Regions from separate parts of the Mus musculus genome. Here region 1 is linked to region 2. Evidence: chromatin contacts called from public Hi-C data. All regions are on one chromosome and are shown on one strand. The core of a region is the stretch at or near the end of the contact, and the rest is flanking DNA. Distances in the headings are between cores, read along the strand shown.

Region 1 (4,049 bases), core at 740-3,239, 6.0 Mb after region 2:
CTCAAACGCTGATATTACATGCATATGCCACTGCGCCCAGTTTTGTTCAGTGTTGCAGAACAAACCAAGACCTTCCTTCATGCTAAGGTCTCTCTACCCACCAAGGTACACACCCGCTAGAGTCAGTTTCTGATTAAAGCATTTCTCTGCCAGAGACCAAACATGTCTTACTGATGCCCTTGCTCCTGATGGAATGAGATGTGACGGGTCACCCACTTCTCTTTCCAGTCTTCCAGGGTTAGTACTTGGTTCTTTTGTACCTCAGCATCAGGGTGCTCTTTCATATCAAGGGACATGGTACCATCCACGGGTTGTAGACAATTTTTGTCTCTGAGGTTGGTGTCTCCAGTGCCTAAGTGGAAAGACATCTACAATGATGTCATTCAGGAACATTGTGATTCTATTAATGAACGCTACAAAACCCTCTACCTAGGGCAATAGCTTTAAAAACACATATCAGCATTAAAGACAGGAGAGTCGTCACATGCCCCCAGTACTTGGGAGATAGAGGCAAGAGGGTTATTGCAAATTCCAGGCCGACATGATCTATATAGTAGATTCCAGGCCATCCAGGGCTACGTAGCAGGACTCTCTCAAAAACAAATAAGATATGAATGGCAGCATGCCTTCAATCCCAGCAGTAGTTAAGAGTACTTGTTGTTCTTGAAAAGAACCCAGTGCAATTCCCAGAAACCACAAGGTGTCTCGTGGCTGTCTGTAACCCCGTTGCAGTGGATCCAATACAGGCAAGACATTCGTTCATATAAGGAAAAAAAAAAAAAAACTAAAAAAAAATTCCACAGTTCCAACCTGCCCTTTAAATCATTGGTGATCATATGTCTTGAATCTGTGAACCAGCAAACATGTCACAAAGGCAGTAATGTAAGGAAATGTCCTGTTGTTGCATGATTTAGCTTCTGTGCTTAGGATTAAAGAAGGACCATCCCCATCAACTCTGGGAACGGAAATGCACTTCACAGCCAAGTATTTGCTAACAAAAGGCTTTTCCCTGATGCTCATGTCAGGGGGCAGAGTCCAGCATTCTGAGAGGTCGGAGGGAAGTATGGGATTATTGTGGATACAGAAAAGCAAGAGAATCGCTCTCCTCCCATCTCCACTCTCTATCAGAAGCTGTGATGCCCAAAGGTGCCCTACAGAAACAAGGGCTCTCCTGAACACAGAAGAAAGATCTTTAGCCCACCCAGCTCTACCTCACCGAAGCTGGGGCTGTTAAACACAACCACTTAGCTGTTGTAACAGCGCCTCAGAGTGGTGCTCACTGATCATTTTTTGAGAAAAAAAAAAATTCTAAAAACAATAAAGGTGCAAAGTACAAGGTTGAGAAAAGACAGATCCGCAATAACTCCCACTAACAAACGTTTACGTCCAATATGCCTACCTAAAAAACATCTTTTTCTGCCTAGGATTTTTTTTTTTCATTTTTAACAGAGGGTCTATCTAGAACTCACTATATAGTACAGGCTGACCTCTAGCTCGCCCTGATCCTCCTGCCTCAGCTTCCTCGTACACAACAATGCTTGGGTTCTGCTTTAGTTTTATTTTTGAATTTCATTAAACTGAAAAGCTAACTTCACTGAAGTCCACAAATCTCCAGGATGGCTCAGTATTTTACACGTGGACATTGTTATCTGAAACACACCACTAAGCAAGGGGCTACTTAATACATCGGACTCAAAGCATTTCTAGTCTGATCATTTATTCCCAGTTTTTGCTGCGGTTATCGGAACCCCTTTTCGGGACTCAAGTAGCTGGGTCATCCATGCTTTTCGGGAGCCCCATTCTGAAAAAACGCTGTAACAGGCTCACACAGTCTTAGCAGATGACCGCCTTTACTACCGGTTGAGAACTTACTTACCTTGGCTGCAGCTAGCTGCTTACCTCTCAGACACTAGCCCGCCTTTGTAAGCCGGGAGCTGTGCAAGGACTCACAGGCCCCGCCCCAGGGGCGAAGGCCCCGCCCAATGTGGTCTGATCCCACCCCGGAAAAGATTATCCAGGCTCCGGTCCTATAGGCCCTGCCCGGGGCGTGAGAACTCTGCCCAGGACACGCAGGCTCCGCCCAGCGTGCAGACCACGCCCAGGGCGCGCAGGCCCCTCCCAGGACCCTGTGACCCCACCCAGGCCGCCCAGGCCCCACCTTCAAACCTAAGCCCCGCCCCGAAGCAAGGTCTCCGCCCAGAACGCGTAGGGCCCCGCCCTTAGCAGCTGCCGAGATTGCGCAGTGGCGGAAATCATCGGGGCGGGGCGAGCGCCGGGACCCTCCTGCTCCCTGGGCCTGTGCGCTCCTCCCACTCCGGGTCACGGCGTGATAGGGGCGGAAGCGGCGGCGGCCGAGCTGCTGCAGCTGGCAGTGCGGATCAGGCCGTCCGGTGCAGCCCGGTGCAGCCCAGGGCAGCATTCGCCCCCTGGCCAGCGCTCTGAGGTAGGGACTCGAGCCTCACGCGGGCGCGCTTGGGGGTGGCGGCGGGCTTCGGGTGACAGCTCCGCACAAAGCGGCCGGCTGTGTGTTGAGCCTGGTCTGGAGGCGCGCGCGTTCCCCGGGGCTCCCCGGCGTCCCGCGTTTGGAAGGGGTGGCGTGGGGGACCCTGTGCAAGCCGGGGCTTCCCGCGCTGGGCTGCGGGGTTGCGGCGCCGCGGGCTTTCCCACTCGTCGCTCTCTTGGAACCCTGCAGGGAGCTGCTTGCGCCTCGGCCGGGCGGAGGTGAGTTGGGCGGCGGCTGCACCTGGCACTCTGGCGCCGGCACCAGCTGCGGACCGGGTGGACAGGACCCCAGTCTGGATTTCCACTCTGGGCTATGGGAACCCCGCAGCCTGGAGGAGGGGTCTTACTCTGGGATTCCACCCAGCGCTGTAGGGAACCCATCTACATGGAGGCAGGACCCCTTTCTCTGCTCCCACCCGGAGCTGTAGGAGCCCCTTAACGTAGAGGAGTTACCCCACTGTAGGAATCTCTTAGCCCAAAGGAGGGAACCCCACTCTGGGCTCCCACTCGGGGCCGTGGAAACCACCCCCCGCCAGTCGCGAAGAGAGACCCTAGGCTGCGGTCCCACTTGCGGACCAGGGAACCCCGTAGCCAAAAGGAGGGACCCTATACTGTGCTCCCACCAGGGACGTGGAAACCCCGCAGCCAGGAGGGGGGACACCAGACTGCCTTCCCCACTCAGGGTGGTCGGGAATCCCCAAAGCTTGGTAGGAGGGGCCCAGGCTTCCCTTCCCGCTCTGTGGTGGTGAGGAGAAACCCCACGCTGGGCTCCTGTGTGGGGCAGTGGGAGCACCGCGGCCAGGAGGAGGGATCCCAGGTTGCGATCCCCACCTTGGGCAGCGAGGCGCCGTCAGGTTCGCTGGTGTAGCGGATACCTTGGGCATCTGCCGCGAGGGCCGCTGATGAGGGCTCAAGCAAGCCTTCCTTGGGATTGCACACCACCAGGTCCCGGTCCATATGGCTGATAGTCGGCGCAGCTGGCCTGTAAGAGAAGCAGGCCCAGCTGCAGAAAGTTGGGGTTGAGTGATCTGGAACCCAGCCACCGAGGCCCAAGTTCTCGAGCAAGCAGCAGACCACGCCAGGTGTGGGGAATCCCTTTCTTAACCCAGGCACAGCTCAAAAAGCGTTGGTTAGTCTTCAGCCTCCCAACTCAAAGCAATCCTTCTGCCCCAGCCTTTCTGCAGCAAATACAAAGCCACCAACCACATCTGCTTTGAATGCTTACACAATATATTGTGGAATCCTTTCGGAGGTTTTCTTCAGAGGGTATGTGAGAAAATTCTCTCGTCAATAATTGTCTTCCACACGGGGAACAGTTGAGAAAAGACGCAGGGCAATAGGGAATTAAGAATTGAATTATTGGGTTGGGTGTTGAATATTAAATTATAGCACTGGGTCTGTATTTCCGTAACTCAGTTTATCTTGGGAATATGACGCACTCAGCTTGCCTATTTTAAATGACCCATGGAGATTTCAGTTTCTTTCATTAACAGAGAAGTTTCTAGTAGTTTGTCCTGTTCTTACAAGTAATGCTGCCTCCACCGTAA
Region 2 (3,990 bases), core at 799-3,298:
TGATATCAAAATTCATATTATAATAGAAGATTATAATATGTAGATTAATTGCAGTAGGACAGCCATTTTCACAATACTAATTCTACCAAGCCACCAGGAGCATGGGAGATCTTTAGGTAACTTTCTCCAAGAAAGATAAGGGAAATTAACAAAATGGAGATGAAGAACTTTTAGCAATCACACTTCCTCTGTTGTAATTTTAAAAATACCTGCACTTGCCAGGCATGGTGGTGCACGCCTTTAATCCCAGCACTTGGGAGGCAGAGGCAGGTGGATTTCTTGAGTTCAAGGCCAGCCTGGTCTACAAAGTGAGTTCCAGGACAGCCAGGGCTATACAGAGAAACACTGTCTCAAAAACAAAACCATAAAACAAAAAACACAAAACAAAACAAATACCCGCACTTATATTTCTCCAACAGCAGCTGGTATTTCCCTGGTGGTAATAAGGGGGCGAGGCGCTTCCAGGAACAATAGGGTAAATAAACCACAGGGTTCTGAAGCAGTTTTACTCATCCCCCACCCCCATTTTTTTTGATATGATTACTATTGCATTAAAATGAGTATGACCCAATGTAAACTGTAACACACCATGTATGGACAAGATGAGACTTTTCACTTTGTTCCAAGCTAAGGAGACATGTTCCAACTTTAGTGGTTCTCTGGTGAAAATGATTAACATGCTCAGGACAACTTAGCAATACCTGGAGATAAATTAAGTAACACAAGGGTTGCAAGTGGAATAGCCCAAACTGGAAGAGCCTTTACACAATTGAAAAATCATCAAAACACCCAAAGTCAAATTAATTACTTCCCCCTATACTCAAGCAAAAGAGGCTGTGTCGACAATTTGCAGCCTTAGAGAACAAGTGTTTGGAAACAATGTCTAAGCACTTAAGAACTCCATTAATTCACAGGCCTGTGTGAAGATCTGACATAAGCACCAACCCACCCGCTTTGACATATGCACTCATCCCTGACCCCGCCTAAAGAGAAAGGAAAAAAGGATATTATTGCTTTCATTAACCTCTGCACCTCCCCCCCTTAAAGATTTATTTATTTATCTTTATGCATAGGAGTACACCACCATTGCTTCCTTCAGACACACCAGAAGAGGGCACTAGACCCCATCACAGATGTTTGTGAGCCACCATGTGGTTGCTGGGAAATGAACTCAGGACCTCTGGAAGAGCAGACAGTGCTCTCAACCGCCTAGCTATCTCTCCAGCCCTGCACTTTGTCCCTTAACTCGGGTAGAGATGTAGCCACTGTCCTCCTCCCTCAAGACAAATCTTTTTTCCTGTACCATAGGTCAGCACATGGCCAGTCTGATTAGATACAAGAAGCCAGTAGGCAAGAAAAGCTGAGGAGATGGACGGCTTGCCTGCAGGCGGGACACGGACTGGCAGGCCCGGGCTCGCAATCCAGCGAGGGGACACTGCCAACTCCGGGTCCCGCGAGCCCTGACCGTCCCCGGGCCGACCCTAATCTGCTCTCTCTCGGCACGAAAACAAAACCCTTTGCTTGTGATCCGAGCCATGGGGAAGCTGCAGGAGGAAAACGGGTGCAAGGAGGCGCCAGGCTGGGCGACGAAGTGAGACTGGCTGCAAATAAGAAAATCATAGTTAATCCCAGCACCCGGGAGGCAGAGGCAGGCGGAGCTCTGAGTTCGAGGCCAGCCTGGTCTACAGAGTGAGTTCCAGGACTGTCAGGGCTACACAGTGAAAGCCTGTCTTCAAAACAAAACAAAACAAAACAAGAAAAGAAAATCATAAATGGAGGAAATGCATTCCGGATCCCCAAATCACAGCAACCCTCCAGGAACTACAAGGGTTGTCTAGACAACCGCTGGCCACCGGAGCCGGAAGTGGGCCCGCCCCTTCCTTAGGCGCGCCGGAAGTTGGGGCTTCCGGGGAGAAGTTCCCTCCCATTTCCCAAGGCCGGCGGAGCCCACGGCTTCCCAGGACTTGCCTGCTTGACACAACTTTTCTTTCTCTCTGCTCTGAGAGCCTCCTCCCGCGGCTTCCTTCCTTAAGCTCGTCGCAGAAGGGTCACGTGACGTCCCACGTAACGGAGGACGGAGCGCGTCCTCCGTTATTGCCATTTGCAGGCGCCTAAAAGGTGCCCCCGGGCGGTGACGTATAACTCGCGCGCCGGCTGAGGAAGGGAAGGGCCAGCCTCCGCAGCCATCGGGTCTCCACGCCGGCGTCTCTTGCCCGGCACGAGTGCTGCGGAATGGAGCTGGTCGCCGGCAGCTACGAGCAGGTCCTGTTTGGGTTCACGGTACAGCGCGGGCCCGCGAAGAGTGGCCATCAGGAGGTGAGGCAGCGCGAGCCCCGGGGCTGCGGGGGACAGGCGGGCTGGTCCTTCCGGGGCAGGACCGTGGAGGTTGTTATTTATCGCTGGTTCTCTATGGGTCTTGGATGGCGGACTTTGTTGGAAAACGGACAGGTTTATGCAGCTAATCCCAGCTCTCGAGAGGTTGAGGCAGGAGGAGAGTGAGCTCAGAGCTTGTGTGGAAAGATCCTGCTCTTTACAGAGTAGAGGCTTCTCAGAATTGAAATAATATTTACTTGCTATAGTAGATAAAATGTCTACAGTAGGTAACGAGGAATGTTCATCTCTGTCGGGAGTGGATGAATGGCTGCCAGAAGTGGTTGGGGCCAACGTAGGGAGGTGACGGAGAGAGGAGGGCTAATGCTTGCAGAAATGAAGTTTGATGGGAGGAATGACTGATTGCTTTTTTTTTCCTTGAAAGGTAACTATAGTTGACAGCATTAATTGTGTATTTTAAACTAGCTACTACAGCGTATTTTGAACCAGCTCAAAAGGGGTTGCCTTTTTCATATCTGATCTATGTATGCATTCAAATATCCCATTGTGCTCCATAAATATATACAGTTATTATCTGATAATTTAAAAGGTTAAGAAAAACCTTAAAGCATTCCTAAGGCATGAAAAAATAAGGTGTGCATTTAAGCTGACAATGATTGTAGTTCTTAAAGTTCTAATGTAAAAATAACTTCACCTTTCACTGAGTTTCTGTCCTGATTAACAAACTACTATAGGACTGGAGACATGACTCAGCGGTTAAGAGCGCTGGCTGGACTGGAGACATGGCTTAGCGGTTAAGAGCACTGGCTGTTCTTCCAGAGGGTCCTGGTTCAGTTCCCAGCACCTACACGGCAGCTCACAACTGTTTGTTAACTCCTGTTCGAAGGGATCTAATATCCTCCTACAGGCATACATACAGTCAAAACACCAATCTACATAAAATAAAAATACATTATACACAAAAGAACTACTACAGCTGGCCTGGGATGAAGAAAGTGATGCAGATTCACTGTTTATCGTCCACCTACTGTGGGTAGGGCGAAAGGTGCCAGAGGTGTGAGCCCTGCTGTTGTGGCCTTCTTGGTTGAAGGGATGGTGAACAAGCGAAGAGAGAAACACATGGAGGTTAAGTGTAGCACAGTATGAAATTTATTTTTGTCTGGTATGGCAAGAAGATACAGGTAATTGCCAACATAGTAGTCAGACAGTAAAGGGGATTAGAAGTGTCATCTATCAGGGCAGTGGCCCCACCCGTAATCCCAGCACTCAGGAGGCAGAGGTAGGCGGATCTCTGAGTTCCAGGACAGCCTGGTTTACACAGAGAAATTCTGTCTTGAAAAACAAAAAAGAATGATTATTTCTTGAACAGTTCTACTTATCACTTACTGATCTGTTTTGTCGAAAATTCCTTAGTGCCTGTTGTGGTTGGGTTTCTCCCTCCCTCCCTCTTTCTTTCTTTCTCTCTCTCTCTCTCTCTCTCTCTCTTTCTTTCTTTCTTGGTTTCTCCCTCCCTCCCTCCCTCCCTCCCTCCCTCCCTCCCTCCCTCCCTCCTTCCCTCCCTCCCTCCTTCCCTCCTTCCTTCCCTTCCATATACATAAGTACACTGTAGATGTTTACAGACACACCAGAAGAGACCAGAAGAGGGCATTGGATCCCTTT

What was found. Hi-C and Micro-C count contacts between places; a contact is called where the count stands out from the background.
Region 1: a contact with region 2 is called in a Hi-C map of CD8 T cells, with 4 times the contacts expected there. The contact joins the promoter of Tpmt here to the promoter of A730081D07Rik in region 2. A contact is called at or near these places in 2 of 484 Hi-C or Micro-C datasets (CD4 T cells and CD8 T cells).

The regions. Positions count from the first base shown.
Region 1 is chr13:47,041,228-47,045,276 of GRCm38.p6, forward strand. Tpmt (thiopurine methyltransferase) reads right to left here and starts at 1,990. Exons shown (of 9, transcript NM_016785.2): 1 at 1,877-1,990; 2 at 172-352. The coding sequence starts at 296. It overlaps Kdm1b (lysine (K)-specific demethylase 1B), which reads left to right and starts at 2,272. Exons shown (of 21, transcript NM_172262.3): 1 at 2,272-2,443.
Region 2 is chr13:40,999,098-41,003,087 of GRCm38.p6, forward strand. It overlaps A730081D07Rik (RIKEN cDNA A730081D07 gene), which reads right to left and starts at 2,049. Exons shown (of 5, transcript NR_155347.1): 1 at 1,969-2,049. It overlaps Pak1ip1 (PAK1 interacting protein 1), which reads left to right and starts at 1,913. Exons shown (of 10, transcript NM_026550.3): 1 at 1,913-2,316. The coding sequence starts at 2,233.